Linked DNA regions of Mus musculus: region 1 is linked to region 2. The links are chromatin contacts, called in public Hi-C maps. All regions are on one chromosome and are shown on one strand. Each heading gives the region's core, a stretch centred on a gene start, on an enhancer-like site or on the middle of the called end of the contact. The rest is flanking DNA. Distances are from core to core; before and after follow the strand shown. Region 1 overlaps Adcy10 (adenylate cyclase 10). Region 2 overlaps Dcaf6 (DDB1 and CUL4 associated factor 6).

Region 1 (4,026 bases), core at 1,272-3,771, 180 kb before region 2:
GTACAGGACACACAGCAACTGGCTCAGAATGTACAAGTTCAAGGCTGGCCCTTGAACTTCCAGCCATCCTTATGTCTTGGCTTCTTAAGTGCTAGAATTACAGGTATGAGTCACCAAGCTCCACTTGATTATTTTTACTATTGTCGTCGTTGTTGTTATTGTTATCATTATTATTACTGTTAGTAGATGTGGTAGTGTTTGTACAAGGAATTATTTTGTTTTAAGACAGGATCTCACCGTATAGTTCCGAATGACCTAGTATTCAGAATATAGACCAGGCTGGCCTAGAACTCACAAAGATCCACTTATCTTTTCTTGCTGAGTGTTGGGGTTAAAGGAAAGTGCCATCTTTTCAGGTCTAGTAAGGTCACATCACAGATCCACAGGTGATTGAACTCAGGGCCTTATACTCTACCACCACTCTAACTATAGAATCGTTTACATGCTTGATTATTGTTGTTTGAGATAGGGTCTTGCTCAAGCTAGTCTCAAATTTATTAAGGTTAGGTTCCTAAGTGCTAAGACTATAGGTGTATGTCACCAGCATACTATGACTACGGGTTTGTAAGCTGTAATTTTGAACTGAGGCAGGTTGCAGTTGCCAGTAGTGCAGGCCTATGTGAGATGCTGAGTCAGGAAGATAAAAACATTTAAGGATTTCCTCTACTATGAAGGAAGTTCAAGGACACCCTGGGCTACTTAGTGAGGCTCTGCCTCAAAGTTGAAATTAAAAAAAAAAAAAAAAAAAAAAAAAAAGAGATTCTGGAGCTATGACTCAGTGAGACAGGTTGCAGGCCTAGCATGTGTGTGCTTCTGTCCTCCGGTACTGTCCAAAAAATAAATTCTGTTGTAATTTTAGAGGCTGAGTGGCATAGCTCAGACAGGGTATATGCTTAGCTCCTAAGTCCTAGGCTCAGCTTTTGGCTCAAAAAGAAAAGAGAAAAAAAAATAAATTTTTTCCAATTATTTTTTTAACAAGACCTTAAGGGTCAAAATGTATGCACAAAGCCACTTGTTTATGTTTTTCCACCCTGAAGGTCTTTGTTCTTTATCTCTGAACATTTCAAGTCAAATAAAACCTGAGAAAACCAGATTACTTTCTTCCTTCTTTTCTTTTCTTTTCTTTTCTTTTCTTTTCTTTTCTTTCCCTTTTCCTTTTCCTTTTCCTTTTCCTTTTCTCTCTCTCTCTCTCTCCCCCCCTCTCTCCTTTCTGCAGACTTGGATAAAGAGTTGGAAGGCATTATCCATTCAAGCATGGGCATTAGAGAGAGAGAGAGAGAGAGAGAGAGAGAGAGAGGAACACTTAGAATTCTGTCATACAATACGTTGAGTCTGGCACATCCTCTGATATTCCTGCCTTTATTTTTTTTAATATTTTTTATTACATATTTTCCTCAATTACATTTCCAATGCTATCTCAAAAGTCCCCCATACCCTCCCCCCCACTTCCCTACCCACCCATTCCCATTGTTTTGGCCCTGGCGTTCCCCTGTACTGGGGCATATACAGTTTGCGTGTCCAATGGGCCTCTCTTTCCAGTGATGGCCGACTAGGCCATCTTTTGATACATATGCAGCTAGAGTCAAGAGCTCCGGGGTACTGGTTAGTTCAGAATGTTGTTCCACCTATAGGGTTGCAGATCCCTTTAGCTCCTTGGGTACTTTCTCTAGCTCCTCCATTGGGAGCCCTGTGATCCATCCAATAGCTGACTGTGAGCATCCACTTCTGTGTTTGCTAGGCCCTGGCATAGTATCACAAGAGACAGCTACATCTGGGTCCTTTCAGCAAAATCTTGCTAGTGTATGCAATGGTGTCAGCGTTTGGAAGCTGATTATGGGGTGGATCCCTGGATATGGCAGTCTCTAGATGGTCCATCCTTTCGTCTCAGCTCCAAACTTTGTCTCTGTAACTCCTTCCATGGGTGTTTTGTTCCCATTTCTAAGGAGGAGCATAGTGTCCACACTTCAGTCTTCATTCTTCTTGAGTTTCATGCGTTTAGCACATTGTATCTTATATCTTGGGTATCCTAGGTTTTGGGCTAATATCCACTTAAAGATGCAGAAATTTAGTCCACCAGTGAGGAAGTAACAGGCAAAAACAGATGGGGGTATGTCTGGCAAATAGCTGACAGTCCACTCATGAGTGTTAGGCGGTTGCTGGTAGAGAAAACAAGTGCTACCATTCACAGGGCACACAATGAAATCCCAGCAGTCGGGAGGTGGAGACAGGAGGATCAGTAATTTAAGGGCAATGAGTTCAGGGTTAGCTTGGCCTACATGAGACCCCTGACTCAATAAAAACCAATCAAACCAACAAACAAACAAACAAATGAGGATCAGATATTACAACTCCCAGCTGTCCCTAGGTCACCCTATAGCTTCATTTACCCTCAGTGGAGGGTTGGGAGGAACATTTCTTTCTTGGGCTCAGCAGCCCTGGCTCCTCCCACAGGCCATGTCCTTAGGCTAACCCTGACTCTGGAGACAGCCTGCTGGCACACACTGGCAGCAGACAGTGCACTCTCACCTTAACTGCTCTCTGATCTGGAATCCTCTCAATTTCAATCATGCTCCGATCACAGAGCTGCCAGCAGTTTGGTGACAAAATAACGTCGTTCATCTGAGCCATGTTCTGAGCAAGGCGGACATCATCCACCGCCTGGCCAATCACCAGGAAGTAGTTCCGTGTTTCATCCCCAAAGACCAACATGGTGATGTGGCCAGCAGCCAGCCCTGAAGGAAGCAAGCAATGGGTTTGCACAACACATTCTGGGTTATTTCCCAGAAGTACTGGGTCTTGGAAAAATCAGATGTGGCTACACAACCTCTAAGCAAAATCTCACTTTCAAAACTTTACATAGAAATCAGAAACGCCTCTACGGGGTCCCAGCCGTCCCAGAGGCTCCATCTTTTAAAGCTAGAGAGCACAATTCCTCATTTTCACCTTTTGGGGATGGGAGATGTTTTGAGACAGGGTGTTTCTGTACAGCCCTGACTGTCCTGGAACTCATTCAGTAGTCCAGGCTGGCCTGGAACTAACAGAGATCTATCTGCCTCCTGAGTGCTGGAATTAAAGTCATGGGCTTCCATGCCTGGCTTCCTCTAATTTGTTTTCAAATTGAGAAATGAAGTTTTGGTAACTGAATAATAGTACAGAGATGCTGTAAGATATGACATGCATATGAAAATTGTATATACATATGTATATATACACACACACACACACACACATGCATATACATACAAAAAGTATAAGTTTGTTTTCCATCTTTGATAGTTGTGCCGATTCTGTTTGTGACTGTAGTCTTGGCTGGGCCTCAAACTCCCACCAATTTTCCAGCCTTACTCTTCCAAGTGCTGACATTATAGGAGTTCATTCCCACCCCCACCCTACTAACACCCCCTCCCTTTGCAGCCAACTATGCTCATTTGTCCATATATATATTTGACAAATATATATATTACCAGGAAGACAACATGGACAAATATATAATATATATATATATATTTGTTTCCATCTACGTAGCTTACTATAGAGAAAGAGGAAAGATGACAAAGCAAACCTCTTTACTATCCCCCCTCACAATGCACATAATGGTTTGGGTTACTATCATCCTTTTTTTTTTTTTTTTTTTTTTTTGACAGGGTTTCACGTAGCCCAGGCTGGCCTCTGATTCAGTAAGTAGCAGAGCCTGACCTTGAACTTCATCTACTACTGCTTTTTTACCTTCCACCCGCTGAGATTACAGACATGTGCCACCAGGCCCAGACTGGATTATTTTTATTCCAAGAAGTATACAACATTAGTTTCTCTGAGTGACGTTGGGAAAAAAAAATGCCGTGGGGTATTCACCAGAGAAGACTGCTCGAACATGGATTTAAGGCACCAGAAAGTCTTTATTAGCTGGCCAGCAACTACACTGGGTGTTCAGAATCCCAGTGTAGCCCTGAGCCTTTCTCAGGATGCGCTTCTAAGCACAACTAACATGTTCTGGGTTGACACACTTCAGTTAACAAGAACAGTTAG
Region 2 (3,990 bases), core at 537-3,036:
ACTTGGATCTGAAAACTATGTATCATTACAACTAATATTTCAGAGTAAATTGCATAATCTGTATTCATAACAGTAAAAGTGTGTATTATGTATGCTTATCACTTCTCACTGACTTCATAAGTTCATTCACGTGTTGAGTATTATGCATCATTTATAGAGTACTTATATTGTATCAAATATTAACTGTTCACTTATTTATTTAGAGGGCTTCTCTGTAGTCCTAGTTGTCCTGCAGTTTGCTCTGTAGACCAGGCTGGCCTCGATTCACAGAGATCCTCCTGCCTCTGCCTCCTGAGTACTAGTATTAAAGCCATGTACCACTGACACAGCAAATACTAGCCCTTTAAAAAAAAATTAAAGACTTTATTTTAGATTTATTTTATTTTATTTTATGGTATGGTATGAGTGTTTTACCTGCATGTACACATGCATGCCTAACACAAAGGGGGTTCAAAAGAGAATGTTGGATACCATAGACCTGGAGCTACAGTTGTTTGTGATCCAGTGTGTGGTGATGGGAACTGAACCTGGGTCTTCTACAAAAGCAGCAAGTCTCTCCAGTCTCTCAAATAGTAACCCTTTAAATTAGGCTTTAATAATTTGCCCAGGCCATTACCTGATGAACGTTAAACCTGACTTGAAACTACATTCCCTTTGACTCAGGGTTTCACGTACAGCCCTGAGGCCAGCCCATTACTCTGCCATGCTAGCCCTAGATGATAAACCAAAACCTTCCTCTCCTCAGAGTTTCTATCATTAAACTGCTCCCTCCCATCTGGTGTTTGGTGTCCTTCTGTTGTGGACATCTTTAAGCCTGATCTATTTTAATATTTTCCACAGTATTTGGGAAAATGCACTTGTCAATATATGTCTTAAATGCTATCCTTACTGTGGCAGTGGCTTTCTGCCATTGTCTTCATACACCCTGGTGCGATACAGCTTATCTTCATACCTCACATCCATTCCTTCAGTAAACCTTGCTCCAGGGTAAAGCTCTGTGGCACAGTGCTTTCTTACTTATTGTGCCCGAGGCTCTAGGTTGAATTCTTCAGTGCTGCGGAAACCAACCAAGGACACTAAACACCTTCACTGAACGGTCTGTATAAGCCCTGAAGATAGAAAGATCCAAAATTATCCAAAAGCTAATCGACAGGTTCACAAGTAGTGTAACCTGGGTCATTGTTGTAAGGCTCATCAAGGAGTTTCCAGAAAATGTGGAGGAAGGAGCTCATGAAGAAGTTGGGAAAGTTTAGCAAAAAGCTTCATAGTTGTACTGGGCAGAAGCATGGTCTAATGGATTATGCAAAAATGCCCCAAGCAAAGGAACAGCAAGTGCAAATGGGATAAGCCTAGGAGAGCATGCATGGTACAGTGGCCACCAAGTACATGACATATGTGTACACTTGAATATTGAACCAGATAGGGCTTACCTTGAGGGAAGAAACTGCATTCATTTTAGTCACCATTGTTATCTCAGGGTTAGCCACTTCCTGGAATGTAGTAGATACTGAATTTTAAGAAATCTTACAAACAGAAGTACACAAGCCTCTTACAGATGTGTCCATCTGGTTACCCACAGGCCATGTGCCCCAAAATAGCTGTGAATTTAGCCCAATGGAAAATCATAATTTCATTGAAAGTACTGTTTCCAGTGTAAGAGTTTTTTTGGGGTTTTTTTTTTTTTGGCAAAGTTTTTGTTTGTTTTATTTTTGCAACCTGATTGCTCTGTTTTGGAGCATGAACTTTGTAAATGACATCAAGTCACAGTGTCAGAAGGTGAACACATCAGCATTCTCTCCAGGCTTCTCTCTCTTGCATCCCCTTCCAGGTCCCCTTAGTTAAAACTTAGCCTCCAAGACACCTTGTTTGAAAACCACTGCAAGAGAATGTAATATATCAAGGTCTTGTATGTTTAAAATTATATGGTATTGTATATACTGTATTATGTTTTCATTCTTCATTACCTTTTGACGCCAAATTGAAAGCTTATATTGGGGCTGGAGGCATGGCTCAGTTAAAGAGTACGTGCTGCTCTTTCAGAAGACTGACGTTAGGCAGCTCACAGTCGCCTGTATCACCAGCTCCAGGGCTTCCAGGGCTTCCAGCCTCAACAGGCACCTGCTCTCATATACACATGCCTACTGGGCATGGGTGCACATACATAGAATTTAAAACATTGAAAAGAAAATCTTAAAAAAAAAAAAACAAAAAACCTTTAAGAGCCAGGTTTGGTGGTGTATGACTTTAATCCTAGCTCTAGAAATGCAAGGCAGGTAGATCTCTGTGAATTAGAGGCCAGCCTGGTCTACAAAGCCAGCCAAGGCTACATAGTAAGACCTTGTTTCCGAAAAAACAAAAACCAAACCAAGACTTCTGTATATACTAGTGAGTAGATTTTTACATACTTAAGTTTTGAATTAGAAATGTTTTTTGTGGTTTTAAATGAAGTTCTAGGGGTTATTTATGATAAATACTAAAAGGATTTTGAGTGTGTATGATTCTCATGTCTGTTTTCCAGACCGTCTGGAGGGTGACAGATCAGAAGGTTCAGGTCAGGAGAATGAAAATGAGGATGAAGAATAAAGAACTCCTTGGCAAGCACTTAGATGTTCTGAGATTTGTATACGACATTTATTATATTTTTTTTCTTTACAGAACTTTAGTGCAATTTAAGGCTATGGGTTTTTTTTTTTTTTTTTTTTTTTTGGAGTTCTTCCCTATTTTGGGGATAACCAAACATTGGTTTGGAATGAGTGTGTGCATGAGTTGGGAGAGTGTGTAAAACAAAGTAAGCAAAATGTTTTTTGAAACCTTTTGCCGTGTATGGAGTCCAAAAAAAAAAAAAAAAAAAAAAAAAAAGCAAAGTGCAATACTTCCTGACCCTCCGCTGTGGGAGCTTGGATCAATGCTGAAGTCATTTTCATTGTAGTGAAAATGTTGGTTCAAATAAATTTCTACACTTGCCATTTGCATGTTTGTTGCTTTCTAATTAAAGATGTTGGTTGCTTTAAGATATCCTAAATTTGACTTTTTATTTAATTCTTTGCTACTTTACCCACATTTTCTAGTCATTTCTCTAACAAAAGAGGGCTTGCTGTTTTCTGAATTTAATAGTCCTTTCCATCTTGACCTCTGTGTGACCAGATAATGTAAAAGGGCCTTTACAGTTCTCTTCCCTTTTTCTTCACTTTTCTTGAGCTACTTCTCAGGATCTGTTGACACCTCATCCAAATCAGTCACTGGGTCTTATAGATGATTTACATTAGCACAAACTCAAGGTGCTGTCTTCTGGTCTACCTCTCTGTCCATATTCCTGAATTACTGTGATCAGTTAGCTGACTCTAGCATCCACCTCCACTTCAGACAGTCCCCCAGGCCTGTGTGTACCTTACCGTGTTTTCCTGAACTGTGTGTACCTTACCGTGTTTTCCTGAACTGTGTGTACCTTACCGTGTTTTCCTGAACTGTGTGTACCTTACCGTGTTTTCCTGTGTGTACCTTACCGTGTTTTCCTGAACTGTGTGTACCTTACCGTGTTTTCCTGTGTGTACCTTACCGTGTTTTCCTGAACTGTGTGTACCTTACCGTGTTTTCCTGAACTGTGTGTACCTTACCGTGTTTTCCTGTGTGTACCTTACCGTGTTTTCCTGAACTGTGTGTACCTTACCGTGTTTTCCTGAACTGTGTGTACCTCACCGTGTTTTCCTGAACTGCTCCATAGACATGACCTCTTCCACCTCCTACGTTGTCTGTCTGTGCCCCTCAATCCAATTACATCTGTACATTTCTCCAACCTACTTACAAAAATAAAGTCTTTTCTCAGCACCAGGTTATTGGTTATATACGTTCTAATGTCACCCCCACAAGCAACCATAGCTGCCAGCCTCTTCCAGAAGCCAGAGCTGCCAGATGGGAGAGAAGCAGGTGCTGCCTCCTGATACCTTACAGATAAAAGTTCCTGGGCAGGCAGAGTGCTGTACCTGTTGTTTA

Evidence for each region. A called contact is a pair of places that touch in the nucleus more often than the background predicts.
Region 1: a Hi-C map of liver shows a contact between it and region 2, with 4 times the contacts expected there. The contact joins two enhancer-like sites. A contact is called at or near these places in 2 of 484 Hi-C or Micro-C datasets (CD4 T cells and liver), 2 of 115 datasets of contacts at active chromatin or transcription factors (double positive thymocytes and large pre-B cells) and 3 of 9 other capture datasets (adipose tissue, liver and pancreatic islet).

What each region holds. Positions count from the first base shown.
Region 1 is chr1:165,508,961-165,512,986 of GRCm38.p6, reverse strand. It overlaps Adcy10 (adenylate cyclase 10), which reads right to left. Exons shown (of 34, transcript NM_173029.3): 6 at 2,527-2,732. Among named protein-coding and RNA genes, the nearest start is that of Adcy10, 26 kb to the right of the region's middle. Within about 2 kb of position 2,521, at least 10 of the 459 cell types and tissues checked have an H3K27ac peak or open chromatin away from gene starts, as enhancers often do. A contact at or near this core is called in liver, where this site is marked.
Region 2 is chr1:165,328,532-165,332,521 of GRCm38.p6, reverse strand. It overlaps Dcaf6 (DDB1 and CUL4 associated factor 6), which reads left to right. Exons shown (of 19, transcript NM_028759.1): 19 at 2,519-3,022. The coding sequence ends at 2,583. Among named protein-coding and RNA genes, the nearest start is that of Gpr161, 35 kb to the right of the region's middle. Within about 2 kb of position 1,786, at least 5 of the 459 cell types and tissues checked have an H3K27ac peak or open chromatin away from gene starts, as enhancers often do. A contact at or near this core is called in liver, where this site is marked.